Regions from separate parts of the Zea mays genome. Here regions 1, 2 and 3 are each linked to region 4. A link is a contact called in public Hi-C data. All regions are on one chromosome and are shown on one strand. The core of a region is the stretch at or near the end of the contact, and the rest is flanking DNA. Distances in the headings are between cores, read along the strand shown. Region 1 has its middle 74 kb from the start of LOC103648678. Region 2 has its middle 47 kb from the start of LOC109943999. Region 3 holds the start of LOC103646509 (serine/threonine-protein kinase D6PK). Region 4 holds the start of LOC100191324.

Region 1 (6,091 bases), core at 1,586-4,085, 340 kb before region 4:
GACCCCAAGGCTCGGCCTCAGCCTCGGCCTCGGGAGGAATCGCGTCCTCGCCCGACCCCAGCCTCGGCCTCAGGAGAAGTCTCCGCCTCGCTCGACCTTGTGCTCGGACCGACCGCGCCACAGGGGATACATCATTACCCTACCCCTAGCTAGCTTAGGCGACGAGGGAACAAGACCGGCGTCCCATCTGGCTCATCCCGGTAACAGGTAATGATGGCTCCCCGCGTGCGTCCATGACGACGGTGGTTCTCAGCCCACTACGGAAGCAAGGAGACGTCAGCAGGATCCCAGCAGCACCGCCAGCTGTGCTTCTACAGGGCTCAGGCACTTCTCCGACGGCCACGTTATCGCGTACACAGGGCTCTAACACCTCTCCGACAGCCACGTTGGCATGTACACAGGGCTCAGGCATCTCTCTGTCAGACACGTTAGCGCATAAGCTACACCCCCATTGTACACCTGGACCCTCTCCTTGCATCTATAAAAGGGAGGTCCAGGGCCTTCCTGCGGGAGGGTCGCGCGGAGGGACGAGCAAACGTACAGGCTCACACTCTCTCTCTCTCGCGAACGGTTGTAACCCCTACTACAAGCACACCCTGGTGCGAGATAATACGAGTCGCGTTTTCCCTTGTGTCCCATCTCGCGCTAACCCATCTGGGCAGGGGCACGCAACGACAAATTTACTGGTTGGCTTACGGACTCCCCGGGTCCGAAACGCCGACATCTGCCACAACGCCTCCCGATACATGTCTTTCATCTAAAAAACGATTATATATTAACACAAGTATCTAATAAACTGTATAATCGGATTTCACAAACTATCAAATAAATTGTAGTCATCATATGAACTATATATATCCTAGGAGCAACAATCAAAACTAATAATCGAAAAATTGCAATTCAATATACAAAACGAACCAGTGAGACACCATACCTTGGTATATAAAGTATTCCAACTCGAATCTGACCGTTTTTTGAAGAAGATTTGAATGGAGGGATAGTTGAGATATGAGGAGGGCGCACCTCTCGGCCAGCAGAACGATCGATTTATAGGGCCTCCTAGCTCGGCGCTAAGATCTATGACGCCGAGCTAGGAGGCCGCATCGGCGCCACGCCAACCCTTGCCACCGCGAGGCGCCACCACCACGTCATAGCTTGGCGCCTATGACGCCGAGATGAGGGTCCAAATCCTAAAATAAGTTATTCACAAGTTTAAATGTACATTTTGATCGGAAAAGATTAAAAAACAAAAAAAATGGGGCTTGCTGGCTACCGTTTCGTGGCGTGGCGTGCGCTCCCTTTCGCCCTTTTCCTCGTTTCACACACTCACACTCACTCTCTCCCTCCGCGTACGGTCGTCGGTCTCGAACAGTCGCACTGCAGCAAAGACAAAGAGCAAAGGCCCGGAAAAAGGCAGGCGGCGCAAATAGACAGGACGTGATATTGTCAATCGTTAAAATCTGAGAGGCGGCGTCTGCATCTGCTTTATCTTTTTCTTTCCTGCTGTCAAAGTGAAACATAAAATATAAATATATATGCTCCTACTGGCTACTGCTGTTGTGAGTTGTGACAACTACTCGGCGAGAGCCTGCTTTCCATTTTGGTCGCGTTGATGCCTCTCGTTGGAAATCCAAACCTACAACCACAATGATGCTGCTGCTAGTAGTGCTCGTTATAGCGTTCGTCCATCCTATAGAGCATAGAGTTTTGTATAACGGAAAAAAAAAAACGGGGGGCATCCAATTCCCAGATCACAACGCTGCCGGATTGCCCGTCGCGTCAGCAGTCCGCTAGCAATAGCAAGTGAGCTCGTGATGGAGCCCCGTGACGGCAGCTGGTGCCGGGCGCAGAATTTACGTTCACGCACAGGCGGCTTGTGTGCGTCTTTGCTCGCGCCGCATCCCACTCCCACCACCGGCACCGGCACCGGCACCGGCACCGGCACAGGCACAGGCGACTCGTAGCAAATATGTCTTCTGCGTTCTGCGCCCGTGCCGGTGAATGCTCACGTCACGTGGGGACGTTTTCTCTCCATCCGCATTTCACAACACCACCGACTCACATACGGTACCCATAAAAATCTGTATTTACACCAGGAGCTAGATCCATTCCGGCACGGCACCCTCACAGCCACGCATGGGAGCTCCATTCAACTTTTTTTTTAAAAAAAAACAAAAAAGGCGTTTTCTTCACGCCACGCACCTTAAGCAACGTGACCGACAAGTGTTGGCCGCGTGCACCACCCCCGCGGTGGAATGTAATGTACGGTGGCTCCGACGAGCACTGCTCTGAGAATGGAGTGCCGGAGATGCTGCTACCGTGCCGTGCCTCTCTGCTGGTTGCCATCTCTGCCGCACCGCAGCCCGCAGGTGTTGTGTGTGACGAGCGTCCGCGGCACGTGGTGGGGCGCGGCGCGCACCACGTGGGAATCTCTCGCTCGTCGTCGTCGCCCATCAGGAGTTCAGGACGCGACTACGCGACGCGAGGGACCGAACGCCTGGCAACGCGAAACGGAGTTACTACTATACCAGCTACGGCAGGCTAGCCCCCCCGCACACGCCTCGGCTGTTCGGAGCAACAGGCTCGCTGGCTCTTCTTCCCCTCCACAAAATTTCGAAACGGAGCCTTCCGTCCCACTGCCTTTGCTCCTATAGTACTTTTCTTTCTTTCTTTCTTCAAAAAAAAAAAAGACACGCATACTCAAGTTGAATAATACTCCTTTACTTGTATTCGCATCGTCACGACCAGATCCACGCCCGATGGTCCATGCAGATGCAAATCCGAGTACGAACTGCGCCGATGTGTCGTCATCACTTTGCTGTGCAGGTACGAAATCCGGGATCCATTGATCAGATCCAATAAATACGGGACAGTACTTTATGGGACGACGGGCATCCTAGTACGGTGCCACTACTTTATGGGATGATTCTATAGGAAGAAAAAAAATCAAGATATTAGACCTCCACGTTGGAAATTCCGTAAAATCTCACTTACAATGGTTCATTCTTTAGGGATTTTATAGGATACGTAGAAACTCAATCTTTTGTTCCAAAAAACCGTATAGGACAAAAAAAATTCTATAGGATTTTAATTATCTATAATTAGGTAAACTTAAGTTACTAAAACACGACATTTTAGACCGAGGGAGTAATCTGATGTTCTGATTATAACAATCCATCTTATAATCTGAACCCCGTTTGTGACACGATTAGACTATTTTAGCTTATTTTATTTTAATTACATTGGATCCAGAACGACCCTAACTAGCCCAACGATTTCAAAGGATCCAGCAAGCGCCTAGAGGGGTTGTGTTGGTTACTTGTTTTTTATTCCTCGCGAAGATCAAAACAAGGCAACATAATTAAAAACATAGGACCTTCGTTCCTTTAATTTATCTCCGGCCGAGAGAAATTAAAGGGATACGGTTTTTACAATTGTGTTTCTAAAAGAAATAGAATGGATAGATGCAATCAAGGAGAATCTTTACTATCATGTTCTTTGTATTATCTTTCCCTTATTACAAATGGATACAGTTATACCTTTGGAGGCTTAGATACCAGTCCGAAGGTAAGAGTTAATACAGCTTCAAACACAGAGTCGACTTATGTGAACCATCGTCCCATGTACATGGACACTATTCATCTATTTATAGGGACGACCTAATATACAACTCTGTATGAAATTACAACCATAGTCTTGAACCCTATACATGTAGCTATGGAAACTGCTATGGGTAGAATTGTCATTTCTTCCTGAAGCGTTGACACACGCGTTGACGGGTTCCTCCTTCATTTACAGGTCGCCTGCTTCGGTTTTGGTGATGCACTTCATTTGAGCGCCTAAGCCAAAGCTTCCTCCACTTTGCTTTTGCCATGTATTATTGTCCCTCGACAAACATAGATTAGTTACTCCTGAAACAAATTGTAGAATGGTCAATATTAATTAGTTTTGAGGACCTTCGACAAAGGCATTCCCCCAACAAGTTGAATTGTCATGTTTATCGGTGACTAATGGTCAGTAATTTTTAGTACTAGGTTATCTAAGGTAAGGTCTAGTGAGAATCGACAAAAGACAAACTTAACGGCTAACACAAGACATCAATTTAGATAGATTGAGACCACTAAATAACATAAATATTCTACGTCCTATATGTTGGTCTAGCTTGCGTTAGATTATTGTCTTTCTTCGTATATGGAGAGTATCCATACCTCTCTTTATATTCACCAGAGATCAAGTGCACAATTCTAGTACTAGTCACTTAAAATAAAAGGCATTATAATCATATTACAAAGATAGTACTCCTTTAGTCGATTAGGTCGATTTTCTTGTCGTGAAAGTCATGACACCTTGTTTCCCGCCTTCCTTGCTGTCGCACTCGGTTTTTAGAAGGCAAACCGAATGCGAACCATGTACGTGCCAGGATCAGCAATTCACGTACACAACAGTTACATAACTGGACATTATCACACAGTGCTCAAATGATAATATAAAAGGGAAATAATAGTCGATTACATCATATGTCTGAGACATCCACATAGTCTTTACAATAATCAAAGTGCGGAAAAGAAACGTAGATACATGCGGCCTTCACAGGCAGCCGACTGGGGGTTGCCGCTAACCCACACCTAGAACTCATCGTAATCTTGGAACTCCCGGTGGTCTCCTTCCACGGCTTCATCCTCTCCTGAGCAGGGGTTGCAATGCTGACAACCTGGGGATAGGGGGTTTGGTGTGTAGAGCAAGGATGAGTACACATCAACATACTCAACAAGTATCATGTTTGGTTGTAGTGGACTAGTTTTATGTTGGGGGTAAGTCAAGCAGTTGCTTTTAGTTGGTCAGGTTATTATTACTAGTTGAGAAAGCCAAGTTTTAGAATTAACCCACGTTATTAACCCAAGCGTACTCCTTTCCAAACGGAAAGAGTACCACTTACCATTACTAGAGTCAATACAAAAAACCATCAATCTCATTGCCACCTGTAATCCGCACATCTCTGATCAAGTACCACTAATCACTGGAGCTCCCTTGGCCGCTCATAACCGCGAGCACGACTGATATATCAGTTTTCAAACACTCTGCAGAGGTTGCACACTTTACCCACAAGCCGTGATTCCCTTTCTGCCCGGAGATCATGACTCTCCATTGATCACTACCAAGGTGACCCAGCAGGGTATCACTACGTAACCTTTACATAGATTTCCCGGGGTAGTAGCCGCCTGTTAGATTTCCTAAATGCACCACACTCCTCCCCAAGGGGGGCGAACCCAAGCTTGGCAGAGCGAGCCGCATACACCGAGCCCCATTAACGACACGACAACTAAGCGAACTACACCCCGGTTCCTCTAATTATTCAGCTAAGGGCATCACATTCCACCCTCATGGTAGCACTGTTTACCCGGGAGGTCATCCAACGAACAGGTCCTTACGGAGAGGCACTCGAGAAACCGCTCGAGCCCCCTTGAATACCACAAGTATAACATCATAATAAAGGAGGGGAAAACAGCGTATCATTGATAATTCTCATCATGTTCATTGATTAGAGTTGAGCAATAGCATAAAGCTAAACAATAATAATCCAACCCAAATAGATAAACAAGGACATGGATAACAAAAGCTAGTCAATCCTTAGGTATAAATGTGAAATGCTGGAGGTGAATTAAAGAATGTATAGGACAAAGATAGGTCAAGGGACACTTGCCTCCACCAACCAGCTACTGCTCAGGGGCTTCTCCTGCGAGTTCCTCGGGCTCTTCAACCGGATCGTTCTCTATACGAGCGCAAACATACATACATCCACACATTTAATACAAAAGAATAGTACACCATACAATAGAATGGAATAAATAAACAGACGTTCCACGCGGGGCTCGCAACTATGGTTAAGAGAGAGAAAGAGGAAAAGACAGTCGAGAAATGATCATGTTACATTATTATAAATTAAACCACTCGCTTAATAGAAGGGCATTAATTTGGACACTACGTTTAGCATAAAGTAAAGTCAAGTTCCACATTTAATCATTATAAATAATTGAAGATGAATAAAAGGGAGTGGTCGCACGGCGAGACGTACGACACCACATTTGGATTG
Region 2 (5,728 bases), core at 2,570-5,069, 470 kb before region 4:
AGATTATCCTATCGACATCTTGCAAGTACTCTCTTCTTCACCTTAGCCATGATACCTCGGTCCACAAGCCATCTGCTTGACCTTCACCTTCGCTTAGTCACTCGAAGCCCTTTCCTTGCCTGTCTTCACCCTATCAGTCTGTCTCGAAGTCACATTAAATTGAGCATCCATTGAAAGAACATTTCTTAAATATTTTGAACCTTGCTTGAATGTCATCTAGATATGAGTGTTAAGATCAATCAAACTACAATGTGATTCTCACATAAACATATATGTACCTAACATCGATATGGTCAAGCCAATTCACGATTCCTTATATCCTATTCAATTTTTCTTGACACTTCCTCTCATTTACTTCAATCTCTACCTTCAACAAAGATCACTCATCCTTATATGACTTCTATCTGGCTTGATTTGTCCCTTGATGTCACACCCGAATTTAAGGACAAATCCAGGCGCAAATCAAATGTGTGCTAGGATCAAGTCTCACACATATGATGACTCATGGTACAGAAATGAATGTCACATCTTTACTATATAATGGGAGTTCTGTATAAAATAGCTAAATAATTACATTGTATGAAGACAACGATCCTTCGCAACCATAGTTGACTGGGAGACAACGACCAAGACCTCTCACGAACTCATCGCGACATCCTTCATGCTCCTTGCCTTGTGGTACCTGTCCTTGACCTAGGGGATGTGAGTACAACAAGGGTGAGCTCACATACGTTTATCGCTCAACAAGTTATGGTGAATAATGTGCACGAGCTCACTTACGGTGGGGGCTCATGTGAAGTATAAGGCTTACCAAAGAAGATGGTTAAAGCTGAGCATTGCTTTTAAAGTTGGTGAAACTTTTATTAGCAGTTACTATGTGTAAGTAGATACCAACCCAATTAAATAAGAGATCACAATTAATAATAAAACTCACAATGCAATGCAAATGACATATTAAGTTTAATTCCATAAATTAATCATGTGAGAGTCCGAGCCACTCAATGTCGTGAACACAGCTAATATACCAGTTTTACACTCTGCAGAGGTTGCACATCTTTACCCACAATCGTGTTACCCACTTGCCAAGGGATCGTGACTTCCCATTCATCTCTACCGAGGAGACGAGGTAGGGTAGCACTACGAGGCCTTTCCAAAGTTCCACTAATTTGAGAAAACTCGCTACGGATTCAGGAAGTATAGGAATCCCTCATCCGAAAAGCTTTACATACAGTTCAACCCGAGGATCTCCCTATACTCTGCAATGACACCTCCCCGCTTGCCCCTTTCTGGTAAGGTAATCTCTCTCTAGCCTTCCTAATTACTTGGCCAAGGGCGTCCCATTCCACCCTTGTGGTAGTACTGTTTTCTCGGATGGTTCTCCATGTTCCAATTAATAAAATAATCTTACCATGAACAATAATTAAACCAACAGTATTAATGGAACATGATCATATATAACATTAATTCCCAAAACCAGGTAGAGCAATAGCAAATCTACCCGATAGTTCATTTGTTTGCAAGGTGTGGGATAAACAAAAACTAGGGAAACATATTAGGTCCCATCAAATTAACCTGAGCATGTCACAGTGATTAACATGAACATTATTAAGTAAAGAAGAGTGATAACATTGCACCAATCATGGGAACGAGCTGCATAGGAATATTCTATGCGCCGCTACGAGATCGTAATTTCGAGAACCACTAAAATCAGAGTTATGGTTAAAAATATATGAATTTCCTAAGTTTTAGGTGATTAAATAATAAAACTATATTCTATATTGATTAATATAAAACTTGTGAGAGAAATATTACAAAGAAATAACTAATTTGATCTTTAGTCAACACTATAACTTGTTTAGAAGTAAAATTTTAATAAAGTTATGGATGAAAACATTGACTTTTAATTAGAAAAGTAAACCTAATGGGCACAAGTTAAACCATCATTTAATTATTTATGAAAACATGATGAAATAATATTGTTTAATGTGTAGGCAATTTTAATACAAAGCTAACACAATTGAAACGAATTGAATCGAAGCTAAAATGAAGAAAATATGAATTTTCTAAATTTTTATATTTATTTTTTTCGATAGAAATCATTCTCTAGATTTATTATAGAAACTATTAAAGTACCTGGACGGCGGCTACAATTCTCTAGAAAAGCAGGGGCTATTCTATTAAAAATAGGACTTACATATAAGGTTCTATGTGCATGAGTGTACTACGGGTTAGTTTTGGCAAAATGTAGGGTTTCATATGCAATTGTTACATGGCCGAAGGGGTATCGGTGAAGATCAACCGCCCAATCACAGATCCATGGCAAGAATTAGATCAAACCATTTAATGAACCGGGACATGGTTATGGCCTTCGGATCACGATCCAATGGCCCCTAAGTCGCCACGCCGCCAAGAGATCTGATCCGCTCGCCAAGAAACTGATGATCCCGATTTATCACGTGAAGAGGTACTTCTACGATCTAATCACAACCGTCTAACATGGGATCAATGGTGGACGTGACTTCTCCCTCTCCTGTCGATATCAGGCGACGGTGTCGCCCACCCCACGGCGTAAGATCGTCGTTGACTCGCCCAATCCCGACCCGATGCACTAGCCTGCGCGCGGTACCGTGAAAACGGAGAGAACATGCTGGTGGCCGAATTACAAGCGATTGGACTGCAGTGGACTCCACCTAGAGATGTCAATGAGGACCCGATACCTGCTAACTCGTGGGAAATTTCCCTATTAGGGTACGGGTAAGAGACAAAAATTGTCCCCACGGGTATGGATATGGGACAAAATCTTTACCCATTGGGTAAACGGGTATGAGTTTGGAAATCAATAATCCGAACCCGATTACCCATGGGTATTTCATACGTGTACAACTGTTCTATTTGTATGAATGAGTTAAGGTCGAGCCGGCCACCAAGCCCAGCATGACAGCGCACCAGGCCCCATGTCCTAGTCCAACAAGGCAACACGACAAGGCAACTAGCAGATTAGCAAAAAACAAAAGCCTAAAATAACCAGCCATATGCTACGCCTGTCTAGCCGGCCAACCGTCGCACGCCTAGACAGTTGCACTAGCACTGCACACTAGCGACTTCACCAGCGACGAGGAGCATCGCCGACTGCTAGGAGACTAGGACGACAGTGACGACCATGGATTCTTAGGCGCCAACCAACTTAGATGGTGACCAAGGAAGGTGAGCAGACGTCATTTCTCCATTTCTTTTATCGGTCCCGAAGTACTGATTTCTTTTATGATGGATGAATGAATCATGGTTCATGGATGAGTGCTCATCGATGTGGTGATGTCTAAAATCTGGATAGTTTGCGCCAGCTGTTAGTACCTAGTTATCCCTTAATTGGGGATGGGGACCCATTGGGGACCCGAAATCCGAATGAGGATGGGATGAGTTTTGCACCCATGATGGGTATGGAGATGGGTATGAGAAAGTATAAGCATGATGGGAATGCATCTGTGATGCTATAATCCGGTGAGAAATTTCCAATTGACATCTCTAACTCCACCCATGCGACACAGCAGCAAGGCGACGAAGCCCGCCCTCCGGTGAGAAATCGGTGCCCCACAGATCGCTGTTGCCGCCTGATGAGACTACAGACGTGATCGTTGTCCACCGACGAAGCACACTGGGACCCTCAGATGCCCAACCGCCCACAGCAACCCGATTTTCCCTCATTGCGGATCTCTCCCCTGGCTTTGCACCCTTTTCTACTCGATGTGGGGGCCTATGGGTGGATGGCGAGGGCATTGCAGACCTTGATTCTTAGGTTGTGCGCAGCGGTAAACGCTAGCCATCCCTCTCCCCTTTATGCCGGTTGTAGGGGGCACCCCACGGCCGCAGCGGTGCCCCTACAGCGCACCCTACGCGTCGCCCCCCTTCTCTCCCCCCAGATCTAGCGTATTACTGTTCATCACCCTAAATAATGTGTTGTGGGTCCACGAGTAATTGTTAGTAGATAAAAAATTTGATAGTTGATATAGAAAATGATATTTTATAGTTGTAGTGGGGTATAGGGGAGTATTTAGGAGGAACCGCTGCGAGAGATGAAAAATTAGGAGGAAAAATAGAGGGAACAGTGATATATAGGAAAAAATTTAAGTGTAACGGTTGCGGATAGCCTTATACCATGGAGGCAATACCGGATTGCGATGGCTGACACGGGGGTTTTTAGGGGGATGGTGTTGTTGCTATTCTGTTGGCATTTTTGGCGTGAGCTAGGGGGTAAACCCGACCTGCGGGGCCCACGCGACACACGGGACTGAATCGTGGTCCTCGCATGTTGGTGAGCCTAGGGCGAGTGTGTGCACGACGTGCGGACGCGAGGACTGATAGAGGAGTCCTAGCCGTCAGTGTGTGCTGGTTGGGCTGGTAGACGAAGAGGTGGGCCGTGAGAGGAAACGAGGAAGCCATGCTGATACTGGGCTAGACAGGTAAGAGTGGCCCGCGAGTGCAGGGTAAGTTTCTTTCTATTTCCTTTTTTCTGTTTCTAGCTTTCTAATTTTAGTTCAAGTTCAAATTCGACTTTGGTTTTGAATTCAAACACAAGTTTAAATACAACAAACAAAGAAATTAGCATGAGATGCGATATTTTTAGAGATATATTTTTATATTAATTATTTCATTCCCATCATTTTAGGTAATTTGCTTGCAACATTATTTATCATAAAGAATTCCATTATTTTGAATGCAAAATCTGATTTAGGATTCATTCAAGTTTTAATGTTTATATAGTTTAGGAGAGTATAAAATCTTTACGATGAATTGTTTTGGTTCAAATATTTTTAAAGATTATCTTAATCATAAATTTGTAAAAGAAATAAATAGATTGAAAGTGTTTCTTTTTATTTATTTCTCCAACTTTTAATCTTTAAGATTTGGATCTAAGTTTTTGAATATCAACATATTACTATTATTATTTAATTACTTTAGAGAGATATGCCTCATAAAGGAATCATTATTGGAAGTCATTTTATTCTCAAATCTTTGGAGAACTCTCTAAGTCACCAAAATGTGATTTTGGGTGTTACACTTGACTAAATGCAAGAACTTGCTTCTCCACTTGATCAAGCTTTCCTTAAGCCATACCTCTTGAGTGTATATTGAATCCTTTGATGTCTAATTATCTGATAGATGATCTTTTGACTTTTGATCTTCATGGAATATCCCATCTCCATATATCCAAATGGCCTTATATGATTTCCTTATCATTGTTTGATGTTGATCCTTTATACTTTTATATCATGAACAATCCATGTATATGAGACATTTTCATATCAATCCTTGTCTCTTGACCATTTTCAACCATGATTGCTTTTTCTACTTTCCTCATCAACACTTAGCAAACTGATTAGTCCTTTACGATTGTTTTTATCCAAATCACGAAAACCGATAAAAGGGCTAGATGCACTTTCAGCACAGGACAACGCACAAGAACGATCACTGAATCCGCTTATTGCTCCTTTTCTATTCAGGCGGGGCACCAGACTGTCCGATGCTGGCAACAGACCGTTCGGTGAGTCAATTCGATTGTTGGATCCTAGTCGAAGTTTGAAGTAATCGTTGCCAAATATCACCAAATTGTCTGATGATTGGACCGAGACCGTCCCATGACTTATAGCAAAAAATCCCGAGGCCGAGGAGTTTGGTCGTACTGTCCACCGGGCTGTCCCGTGCACACCGGACTGCCCGGTGCTGCCCAAAT
Region 3 (5,521 bases), core at 1,189-3,688, 420 kb before region 4:
GATGTTCTCACAAGCATTGGGCTCACTGAGCACCTCAGCGACAGATCAAAGTCTGAGAGCATGATGTGCCCATCTTCACGAACAAGGATGTTCTCTGGCTTCAGATCACGGTATATGACCCCCAACATATGGAGATACTCCAAGGCTAAGAGGACTTCAGCGACATAAAATCTACAAAATGTAGATCTCGAGTTATAATAGCTCAGTACTAAAATGAAAAATGTAAATAAAATGTAAATTAGCATAAGTTACAATAACTCACTAGTAAAATGCAATCTATATAAAAAATGTAAATTATTGGATTACAACAGCATGATATACTGTCATCGGACAAAAACATCTATCTGGTAGCAAATGCAGTGAGATCATATAATCACCGTTTTTAGTTCTTGGTAAAGTAGTTCAATCATGACAGGTTCATGTGTACTAGTGCATAAAGATAGCACATTGGTGACACAAGTAAAGGTCCATACCTTGCAGCTGCTTCCGAAAAGGTTTTGGTAGGTTGCTTCTGCCTAAGAACATGTAGGTCACCACCAGGGCAAAACTCCATTACCAGACAAGAAAGGTTGTCCGTCGTGAAATGAGAATACAGGGTTGGAAGGAATGGGTGGTCGAGCATTTGCAGTATCTCCCTCTCAGTTTGTGCTCTGAGCATTTTCTTTCTGCTTATGAGGTACTCGATGTCCATAACCTTCAATGCGAACATGCAGTCTGAGCCCACTAACTCAGCCAAATAAACAGTGCCAATATCCCCACAACCAAGTTGTTTGAGAAGCTTGAAGTTCTTTAATCCCAAGCTCCCTTGTTGGATAGCCATGCGCCTGATGGCTCCCCATCTCACATCCTTTGACATGTGAGGCCTGCTTCTGTTAGCACTGAAGCTGCCATAACTGTCCTCACTGATGCTTGTGCTGGTGCTATAATCACCAATGCTACTCTTAGAGCTTTGGGAGCATTCTCCCTTCTCCTTTGATCTTAACAACTCACCAACCTTCGAGCCATGGATCACACCGACACCACATCCTTTAGTGCCAAAATCAGCTCCATCAACAGTGGTGGAGCTGACAGCAGCCTTCTTGTCAGTTGGCGCTGGGGTTCTGGGTTCATCCTGAAGGGACTCCTGATGTTTACTAGTGTGAGATTTAGGACCTTTCGTCTCACAATGCTTGTGTGATGCGGGCACTATAGCAGGTTCAGGTTTCACCTTCTTTTTCGTCGAGGTTTTATTCCGAAACATTGGCCTCACCAACCGTGAGCCACCTACAGGAACAGCCCGGGGGCTAGATGTTTTCATTGATTTACCTTTTCTCTGCTTTGGCAGAGTTACTTCTACAGAAATACCTTCAACTCCCTCTGATGACTTGTTACTGATCACATCTTGGATTCTGGTTTTATGAACATTCCCTGTGGTAGGAGATGCTGATCTCAAATTCTTCTTGGCTGAGCTCTTGCTCTGCCCCTTACTGATTTCACTTGGCTTACCCACTGAACTTCCTGCCGATTTCTCAGGCTTCACAGAAACTTTCCCTGCCTTACTCTTGTCATCTTGCTCCTCATTGGTTTGAACTGCAACAGAGCCATGTAGCTTCTTGATTGCTCCAGAATCAGAAGGGGTGGACACCCCTGTCGGTTTTGACAGTCTCTTCATGGCTGCCATCTCCGACGCCTGTGAGATGCACATCTTCCTCAGGGCCTGCTTCAGGCTCACGGACTCCACAATCTCTGAGCTCGACACTGGCGACTTCCCAAGCGCAATAAGCCGCCTATCCGTGCTCGTCTGCCCAGAAGCCCTCGCCGACGTGCGCACGTTGATCGATCTGATGAGCTGGTCAAGATCATCCTCCACCGAGCACGACCGTGCCCCAAGCTCCTGCCCCACTGGCTTGACCCTCACCCTCAAGTGGGTAAGCCCACACGAACGAGCATCTTTCGGCTCGTCCACCAGTTCGACTATCTCCGAGCACCCAGGAGAACCCATCCCCTTCGAGCCTTCCGGTTCCACAAGCTGCATCTTCATCTGGGTGGGAGGCCGTAGAAGGGCTGCCGCATTTCAAGTCATCAGGACCGACGGTTGCCTGCACTTAGGTGGCCGACGAAGCCGCTTTCCCGGGCCAAGAACCGGCATCACGGAGTCCTGCAGAAGAACGAAAAATGAAATGAATCAGGTAATACGGGGAAAAACAGACGGAACTAGCACAAATGGTAGAGAAGAAGTCTTTAAAGAACTGTTAAAGCCTGAAGATTCCGTAGATCTTGGTTTCCAACGTCCGGCCGTTTTCTCTTACCCGCTCCAAAGCTAAGATTTTATTTTTTAAAATGGAAAAATAAAGGGAGATTGCAAAAGGAACAACAGAGATGCGGTAGACGAGGGCGCGAGGCAGGGTGTTCCCCTTCTTTTCCTAGCAAAATGATGCAAGATCCGTAAACCTCTGGGCGTTGAGGGAGAAGACATCGTAAGGAGACGAGCAACCCAACCCCCCCTCCCTCCCAAAAAAAACTGGGGATATGCTTACGACTTGGACAAAGATAGCAACCCAAACCAAAAAGAAAAAAGAAAAACAAAAATAGGTGACCTGCAAGAGGAGCTGGGGGTTGAGCGGGGGGTCTTACCGGACGGCGGCACCCGGGGCCGAGGGCGCTGGCGCGGCACGCGAAGGGTGGCGGCGGCGGGAGCTGCTACGGCTCGCGCTCGGTCGGCGGCGCGGGTTGCTCCCACTTGGAGAAGCTGGCTGCTGCGAGCGAGGATTTGCTAGGGTTTTCTGGCCGAAACGGCGGCGAGGAGCGGCGAGAGTGGGGGAGTGGCGTGGGGATGAGGATGAGTTCAAGCGGGCGAAAGCGGCAGCGCTCGGCAGCAATGAGCGGCGCGCATCACGAGGAGCAGATGATCCAGTGGCCTCCTCTCGCTCGCCCCCTTCTTCCTCTCTCTCCCTCACACGGTCGCCGTGCACCCAGGGGCGCGCCCGTCGCAAACCGATAAAACCCTCGGCCCCACACCGCCACCACCCTAGGATTTACGCCTTTCTTTATTGCAAGCATCTATTAATTTATAGGTTAATGTCCGTGCGTTGCAACGGGAACATATAATATCATGATAACTTATATATAAATGTGTTATATTGTTATGAGAAAAGATTTTATAATCTATTGGTGATCCTAGCTATACATATAAATTTTGTTATCTCTGGACCATTGATTAGAAAGAAAAAGGCTCCAGTCTCGTTTGCAACAGCACGAGCAATAAGAGTCTTTCCAGAACCAGGTGGCCCATATAGCAATATGCCATTTGGTGGCTTCACACCAATAGATTTGAAAAGCTGAGGATGACGTAGTGGAAGCTCAACAACCTCTCTGATTTGGGCCATTTGCTTTCTAACTCCACCAACATCATAATAACCAACTTCATCAAGACGCTCCTCATCCTCTCTCTTAATAGGCTCCCCATCACAAAATATTTCAGTATCTAGGGCAACGATACAATATTCAGAAGGGTCAGTCTCTATCACTTTGAATTCCACGCTTCTCATTCCACCCATGACAAGGAAAAGGTCTCCTTTCCTCACGGGCCTGTATGCTTCTAGGAAGTATGTTGCACAGTTCCATAAGGGGTGTTATTATGACAAAACAGCTGCAAGGTCTACATGAAATGGCAGAAACAATATACAAGCATATTAATTAGGTAGTATAAATGGCAGACTCCTCCTTGATCAGAACTCAGTAAACCATTGACAACAAAAGAAAAGGGAGCTACTTCAGTTGAAGTAACATGAGAAATAAGCGCCATGGAGCCATGCTGATGCCCAAAAAAACCTAGATCAACTAAGAAATTCACAAGATCAGAAACTTACGTTTCAAGAAGGCATCAAATAGGTTCCCTATAATGCCTTGAACTGTATCATCAATTGGAAGAATGTGAACACGCTTCCCATATTTCACATCCTGGCACTGGTGGACAAACAGTAGCCATAAAGAGACTTTAAAAAAGATAGGCCAACCCATATCCAATTGACCAGTCCCTTGAACACACTTGAGTTACAAGTACAGCCATCAAATCCAAATTATCACGATAGGGATCACAAAAAAAGAATTTTGTATGCAGCACATCATCTTCATCTAGCAGAACAATGAAGACAAATTTGAATAATACTAAATAGTGTTGCTTCCCTGTTCTAACTATGAACAATGAGTTAATCATGCATTACTAAATAGTGTTGATTCTCTGTTCTAACTATGAACAATGAATTAATTCATACAAAAAGAATGGTTGCATTTAAATATAGAACAAATGTATGAGGAGATTTGAACACAACAAACCAAGTATATTAAAATATGTTACTGAAGCAAGCAATAAAAGAAATCTAGATTACTACTACCTTCAAATGAATCAATGGTGTACGAATGTGAATTGGTAAATTTCTAAAATCTACACACTACAGCAGCAAAGCAGAGGGAGCCCAAATACCCTCACTGCCTCAGCATACTCAAGTTCTCAAACAATACAACAAATTACAACATTAAACACTTCAGCAAGTACTTGAGATAAAAGCAAAGTTTCTTTCTAACAGGTCTGCACTCCAAATACACGGAATTCAGATCGAACACACAGAGATCGGTCACGTGATAATACAATATGCTAAATTAGCTCAACATCCCAAAGCTGTTGCAACAAGCTCAGATTAGCCATATAATATAAGACCTTGAGGAGCACAATATCGTCGCGGAAGAGCTGCAACCTCTGTCAGGGTGCAATGCGACGATGGAGTTATCGTCGTTGGTGGCCTCGTCGACGACAAGGCGGTTCGGTGACTTTTTTCTCTCTAGTATCGCCGTCGAGTAGACCTTCTTCTCTCTAGTATAGCAGTAGCAAATTGGTTTAGATTTGTTTTTCCTTCTAGTCAGGCACCCACGCATCACTGCAGCAACATATGACAACACATGATTAGATAGATCCAGTACTCTAGGGTAATGTTAATATGCCCATTTTTATCATATTAATTACCAGACTGAAGAATAATGATATGATTCAGTTGATCATTAAACATGTTAGCTGCAAGTCGACGCCTAGTGTACTTCTGTATTAGAACAGCTGCCCTCCATCTCTTGACAAGATTATCAAAGTGTATTCTTGCTCTTTCACCACGTATAACTGCAGTTTGGAAAGTCAAGAAAATAAGATAAAATAAACAGCATTTGTCAGCCGATAACTAAAATAGGAAGAGTATGATAGATGTTCATAGTATTAGAATTCAGGAATGTTTTGAACAAAAAGAAAATGAAGTATATTACATGATTGCAAATTCATTGTCGCTTTCTTGAGTCGTTGATATCCCTGACGAGAATGCATACCCCGGAAGTGTTTCTGAATACGGAGGGTTCCATGAAGCATCTGTATTTTAGCATTTTCCAGTGCAGCAACCTACAGAATAATCAAGATTAGAAACCACACATAAAATATAGCAGGTGTGATCGAAAATTAAACCAAACTATTAAAGCATTTTGTATGCTAGTGCAGCTGGTCGTT
Region 4 (5,755 bases), core at 1,394-3,893:
ACACTAAAAGCAGCCAACAAGCAGAAGCTGCTTTTTCAACAAGCATCAGCTGTGCCAAACAGGGCCTACGTGTGAGTCTTCTAGATGACGTAAAAGACATGATTGTTGATGGAGGTTTTGGTTTGCAATCAATACTTTAGTAAACTAGATCTCGGTATCCCGGAATCCAAGGTAGGCATGGGATGACACCTGGCCTACATGTCGACCGTCATGAACTCATGATGCTACTTTTTCATTTTGTATTTATACAATATAACGTAGAAAATCATAACTCATGTTTATTTATGATTTTACCTCTAAAAGTATTTTTAATGACTAAGTAGACAGAAACGAAATCATCAAAAACATCTCTCGTGATCCTAGTTGACAGACAACACAATTTGCATTTCGGAAACAAGAATCAGCACGCAGCCAGTAACAAGTGAAACACTGCGTCCATGGAGAAGCGCAGCATGTTTGTATTTTCTTTTCTTTTTTACAGGTGAACCTTACCGTGTCGACGACCACTTCGCATATACTATTGTCCAGGTTATAGCTTTGAAGATGTTGTGGTATGCTATTTTTTTTACAGGTGAACCTTACCGTGTCGACGACCACTTCGCATATACTATTGTCCAGGTTATAGCTTTGAAGATGTTGTGGCGTTTGTTTAGTTTTAATTTATACCAGCTTCTATTTTGTACAGTATTTTATCTCTATAGATTACTTCGAACATCTATCTTTAATCCGAAACGTTGTAAAGCGAATACCTGCGCACATCAACAACGAGAACAGAAATTCATGAGCCCGCATTTTAGAAGAAAAAACCGGTGTCTAATAAGTTTTTCATGCCATCACCATGTAATCAAACTATTAGAAGTCATAAAAAATCTTTAAAAATCTATAAATTTTAATCAACCAATATATCATATTTCAAATTGTAATATAATTCGACCCTATATTAAGAGATATAAATGAATTAAAATATAAAATCTGATATATTAATAGAGTAAATAATAAAGTATATATATACTTTATTAAAAAAGAAATCATAACTTTGATAGTTTGTTGCAAAATAATTGTACGAACAGATATGAGCTTGCTAGCGTGGATGACGTGTGTTGCTGCAATGATAACCGTGTCCAACCCATGTAGTTGTTCAATATTTACAGAGTGAGATTTGAATAAGGTATGAGAATAAATAAACCGCGGGAGATAACGCGTGCAAAGAGTTCATTAGCACACTTGATACATCGTGGCATCGTTCCCAATTAGCTCATTTGGATGCCGAACTGAAGAACCAGAGTGAGTGCTTACTCGCAATTCCGCAAAACAGACAATTACATGGACGACCGTGATTCCTGTCGCTCGACTCACTGCTGAAAAGCAGTGTGTTATTTCATCAATCTCCATCCCTGCAATTTCCCGCTGATGAAATCGCAAGAGATAGCCTTAGAAGAAAAGAATAGGCTCATCAGGACTCAAAAAACAAAACGATATCAAATATCCATATGAAATTACTGTACCGCATGACAAGAAGAGGTTTGTAACGTGAAGTTGAAGCTATCACGTTAGGGGACGTGGCTCGGCAACGACGACATGAGGCGAACCCCCTCCTCGTAGCCTGGATTGTTTTAGAATTCGGGCAAAAAAACGGAGGTGGGTGTTGGATCAAGATCGCTGGTGAAGAATCGGAGTTGCCTCGAGTGTCGATGTGTTGATGCTTAGCAATGATGGCGCGTCACGGTCTTACTCCTGTTTAAGGTGTAGGTGTCGTCGTGTTCTTTTGGCCGTGTGCAGCCCGCCTAGCGAAGTCGGAGCTGCTCGTACCTTGTGTTGAGCTCGGCAACGATGACTCTGGATGAGCTTTGTGTGGGTTGTTGATGCCTGTGTTGTTTGGGCACTCTGTGTAAGTTTCGGGCCCGTTTTTTTTCTTAAAATTGGATTAATTTTAATATTTTTCTTAATAGAAAGGTAGAGAGGTCGTGCCATTACGTTAAAAAAATTACTGCACCGCATTGCATTTTTTATTGCAAGACCCATTATATACCACAGAAGCTCATATAAACAAATGCACAATCACCCATCATTCCATCAAGTATTTTTTTCTTCTTATCACATCACATCGTTTTGAAAAGGATCATTCTTGATATAGACAGAGTCCAAATACAATTGACTTGAAGTAATGTTGACTGTGCCTTACATTTTTAGCACTCCACCACTGACATTTTAAGGCAAAAGCCATTAATAAGATCCGGATTGCAACCCATTTTTTTGCACGCTTAATACCTCTTACTGATTCATATAGCTCCCAAAGCCATTAGCAAATGGAGTGAGAATTGGCATTTTTTAAAGATCCGGAGTGGTTAGAGGCTTGCATAATACTACCTCCATCGTTTTATATTTGACACGGAAAATAGTGCAAAATTGTACTTACACCCTAACCAAGCAAACTGCTAGTAGAGAAAAAAAAACTCACAGGTTAATTACTAGCTATAATGTCCGATTAGTTTAGGGACGATCAGCCTGGCTGGCTGGTTTGAAATTTCGGCCCAGTGGCCCACTTCACTTGCCCAGCGGCCCAGCCCAGCTTCCTTTCCCCCCGTTCCCACCACGTGAGCAGAAGCTGCACAACCAAGAGCCAACAGAGCAACGCTCAGGCACACTGTGCAGGTGACGGCGAACCAGGTAACCAGCTGCCGAGGGAGGAACCCTAGCGGAACACTGTGCAGGTGACGGCGGCGCGCTACCGGTGACGGGGGATACGGCGGCATCGTCCCCCTCGGCCCCTCCTCCATCCCCGGCGTGGCGGCGCAGGCAGCCAGCCTGCAGGTACGGTCTCCAGTCTCCAGAATCCAAATCCAGAGCATGTCCCTGTTTTTTGGTGTGCTCTGTTGTACTGTAGCCTGTAGGTATGGGCGTATGGCTGTTGCTGCCCATGTCCATGTTTGTTGGTTTTCAGTTTTACTTAGATGCTGAAAGCCTGAAACCTTCCAGTGATTATTTGCTTCATGTTGTAGTATGGCACTATGGCTGTTGGCCTGTTGCTGCCCATGTTCATGGGCGTATCACGTATGGCTGTTTGCCTTGTTGAAAGCCTGAACCTGAAGCCATGTCCATGGGCGTGTAGTTATATATATGAAGGTTGATCGGTTCCTATAGCCCTGGACGATCAGGATGTCTGATTGACCGGTCAGAGCCCGATTAATCGGACTGGTCGTCGACTAATCGTGATTAGTCGGCTGATCACCCCTCTCTGGTGATCAGGAGCGATGAGCTGATCTGAAAACATTGCATAGAAAACCAAAATCCTTTGCTCCCGCTGATTTTCAGTGATAAACCTGGTCATACTTCCTCCGTTCCAAAATAAATATAGTTCTACACACACCTGTGAGAAATAGTTAGATTTACCTAGAGGAAGTTGAATTGTTTTGTACTCCCTCCATCCCAAAATATAGTTCTTTCTAGTCTGCTTTTTTTTTCTGTCACATTCATTCAAATGATAATGAATTTAGACATACATGCAAACTACATTCATATGTCACTTAATGAATGTATGATTAGTCTAAAACGAGTTATATTTTGGGACAGAGGGAGTAGTTTGTAACTTTTTATATCATTTTGTTGTTTCATATATCCTCTATATTTCAAACGTTGTCACTTTGATATGTTAACAGTTCGTATCGTGTTAAACAATTTCTACTATATTTATACAATACTAATATATGGTATTATACATTGCCTAACATTAGATTTTAGATTGTAAAAATATCTTATTACCATTTATATTTTGAATAACCCACCTCAGAACCCTGGGCTCACCATTTCTGCAGGGTTTTCTGACTCAGATTACTTGTTCACTGTGGGGTGCAAGCTTAATCGGCCACCATGGATGGTAAGGGCACACCTTCTCTCGTTGTATTCCCACTTCATTACTTATATGTAGGGATGAAAATGGGATAGATATTTACCATTACCTTTCTATCCCGAAAGGGCTTAAATACTACATGGATAATCCATAAATGAATCCGGACATTTAATATCCGTACTGTATTGGAATCCTAATAGTTAAAGTTGGATTTTTGATACGTAAAGTGATTAAAATTCACTGCATCCGACACTACATATTCGGTATCCATAATATCTGTTCGTATCTGACCCGGTTGCATGAGTTGTGCTGTGTCAATTTTGGGGAGTAGGTTGTTTCAGATAAATTGGTAGTCGGTTACTTGTTAGGGTTGGGAGTAAGATTTTCATTAACAGTTTGTTAGCTAGGTGCTGGGCCCTTGTGCTAAAGGTGATGTCAATAAGTTTAATATAAGAACTGCTCAATGGAGTATAGAAGAGGTGCACAATGTAATCTGGGAACATTGTAGTAAGGTTTAATTGCCAATGGAGTACAGAAGAGGTTCAGAATGTGCAATGTTATGCTTGAAAGTTGCAATACATTCAACATAATAGGTTTTGTATTTATACACGAAGGTGCCAACCCCTTATGCTAAAGGTGATGCCAATGAAGCGCGCCACTAAGTAGTGATCTGATCCTTGCTCACTTGACATCGTGCCTAGATCACGACACGATGCGTCACTAGAGGGGTGCCGACCTGTCCCTTGCCCATTTAACACCATCCCAGGTTCCGGTATGACGCGTCGCTAAGAGGATTACGCTCCAACGGATTTCTTTCGGGTTTCATCTCCATTAGAATGGCTAGGTTTAACGTTGTCTTGCCAAGCCTAACACAACCCTCCTCCTTTACCAGGGCTTGGGACCTATTGAGGCAACATAGGAGTTCTTACAGTTGATAGACCTACCCAAAGATAAGACTTGAAAAGATGTAACATACCCAAAGATTTAACCTTAGATAGAAGTGCATGGAAGACAGCTATCTATGTGCCTGAACTTTAACTGTGGTTTTTCAATTGGTTTCAACTCTAGTCTATCCCAACTTGCTTGGGACTAAAAGGTTTTGTTGTTGTTTCTTGCAGTTGATAAGCAAGAAACAATGGAGGAGACCATCCTTGTTGGTGATGATCTCATGCGTGGGCCGCCATCCCCTGTCATACCGAAAGAGATCGCATCACATGTCCTTGAAGATGTTGAGCTTTGTGATGGTATACTCAAGAACCTTTTCTTATGTGAGTAATTGGTCTTTGTGACGTTCATACCAATTTCTCTTATTCCGTATGCTTTTGTGAAGTAAAGTGTTTTATAAGAAAACATTGTTACTATTCTCCAGGCCTACAGATCAATGATATTGAGCCATTCTGCCAAGATGAAATTGTGCTATATCGACAGTGTGCTGAGAAAAGGGTTGGTTATACTAAAACCATTTGGCCATGCCTGATCTTATTTGGTGTTTATTCAACACTCAACTGTGCAGCATTGTGTTTTATAACAGGACAAGGAAATAAGAGAGCGGATGCAAAATAGTGAATATAAATTGGGTTTTTCGATGCCCCTGAAACAAGCGAAGGAGAGAGCTACTCAACTCCAATCAGAAGTAACACTGCTAGAAAGGTAGTCCAGTAGCTGATGATTTTCCCTTTAATCAAGCATAGCATGATCATGTGATAAGCAGCTTGTGAAATGGTATTCCTGTAACCCTATCCGCAATATCAGCTTTGAAAGGTTGTTTCCTCATAAAATATATAGGAACTGTAGTGGAGTGATACACTTAACAAGGAATGTATTTGTATCAAGGTTTTTCCTCTCCATTGAAACTAGTAACTAGGTAAAGAGCTTGGCATGAACATGTGCTTTGGAATTTTAATTTCT

Evidence for each region. A called contact is a pair of places that touch in the nucleus more often than the background predicts.
Region 1: a Hi-C map of endosperm shows a contact between it and region 4, with 4 times the contacts expected there. The contact joins the enhancer-like site here to the promoter of LOC100191324 in region 4. A contact is called at or near these places in 3 of 25 Hi-C or Micro-C datasets (ear, endosperm and tassel).
Region 2: a Hi-C map of ear shows a contact between it and region 4, with 2.5 times the contacts expected there. The contact joins the enhancer-like site here to the promoter of LOC100191324 in region 4. A contact is called at or near these places in 2 of 25 Hi-C or Micro-C datasets (ear and endosperm).
Region 3: a contact with region 4 is called in a Hi-C map of tassel, with 5 times the contacts expected there. The contact joins the promoter of LOC103646509 here to the promoter of LOC100191324 in region 4. A contact is called at or near these places in 9 of 25 Hi-C or Micro-C datasets (bundle sheath, ear, endosperm and 2 more) and 1 of 3 datasets of contacts at active chromatin or transcription factors (leaf).

The regions. Positions count from the first base shown.
Region 1 is chr2:60,298,890-60,304,980 of Zm-B73-REFERENCE-NAM-5.0, reverse strand. No RefSeq gene overlaps it. Among protein-coding and RNA genes, the nearest start is that of LOC103648678, 74 kb to the left of the region's middle. Within about 2 kb of position 2,835, at least 19 of the 20 cell types and tissues checked have an H3K27ac peak or open chromatin away from gene starts, as enhancers often do. A contact at or near this core is called in ear, endosperm and tassel, where this site is marked.
Region 2 is chr2:60,431,767-60,437,494 of Zm-B73-REFERENCE-NAM-5.0, reverse strand. No RefSeq gene overlaps it. Among protein-coding and RNA genes, the nearest start is that of LOC109943999, 47 kb to the left of the region's middle. Within about 2 kb of position 3,819, at least 16 of the 20 cell types and tissues checked have an H3K27ac peak or open chromatin away from gene starts, as enhancers often do. A contact at or near this core is called in ear, where this site is marked.
Region 3 is chr2:60,378,196-60,383,716 of Zm-B73-REFERENCE-NAM-5.0, reverse strand. LOC103646509 (serine/threonine-protein kinase D6PK) reads right to left here and starts at 2,438. Exons shown (of 3, transcript XM_023301616.2): 1 at 2,037-2,438; 2 at 474-2,034; 3 at 1-171. The coding sequence starts at 2,052. It overlaps LOC103648678 (two-component response regulator-like PRR1), which reads right to left. Exons shown (of 11, transcript XM_020548874.1): 10 at 5,287-5,416; 11 at 4,891-5,146. The coding sequence ends at 4,992.
Region 4 is chr2:59,957,902-59,963,656 of Zm-B73-REFERENCE-NAM-5.0, reverse strand. LOC100191324 reads left to right here and starts at 2,643. Exons shown (of 8, transcript NM_001136758.1): 1 at 2,643-2,811; 2 at 3,813-3,874; 3 at 4,966-5,115; 4 at 5,217-5,290; 5 at 5,379-5,497. The coding sequence starts at 3,868.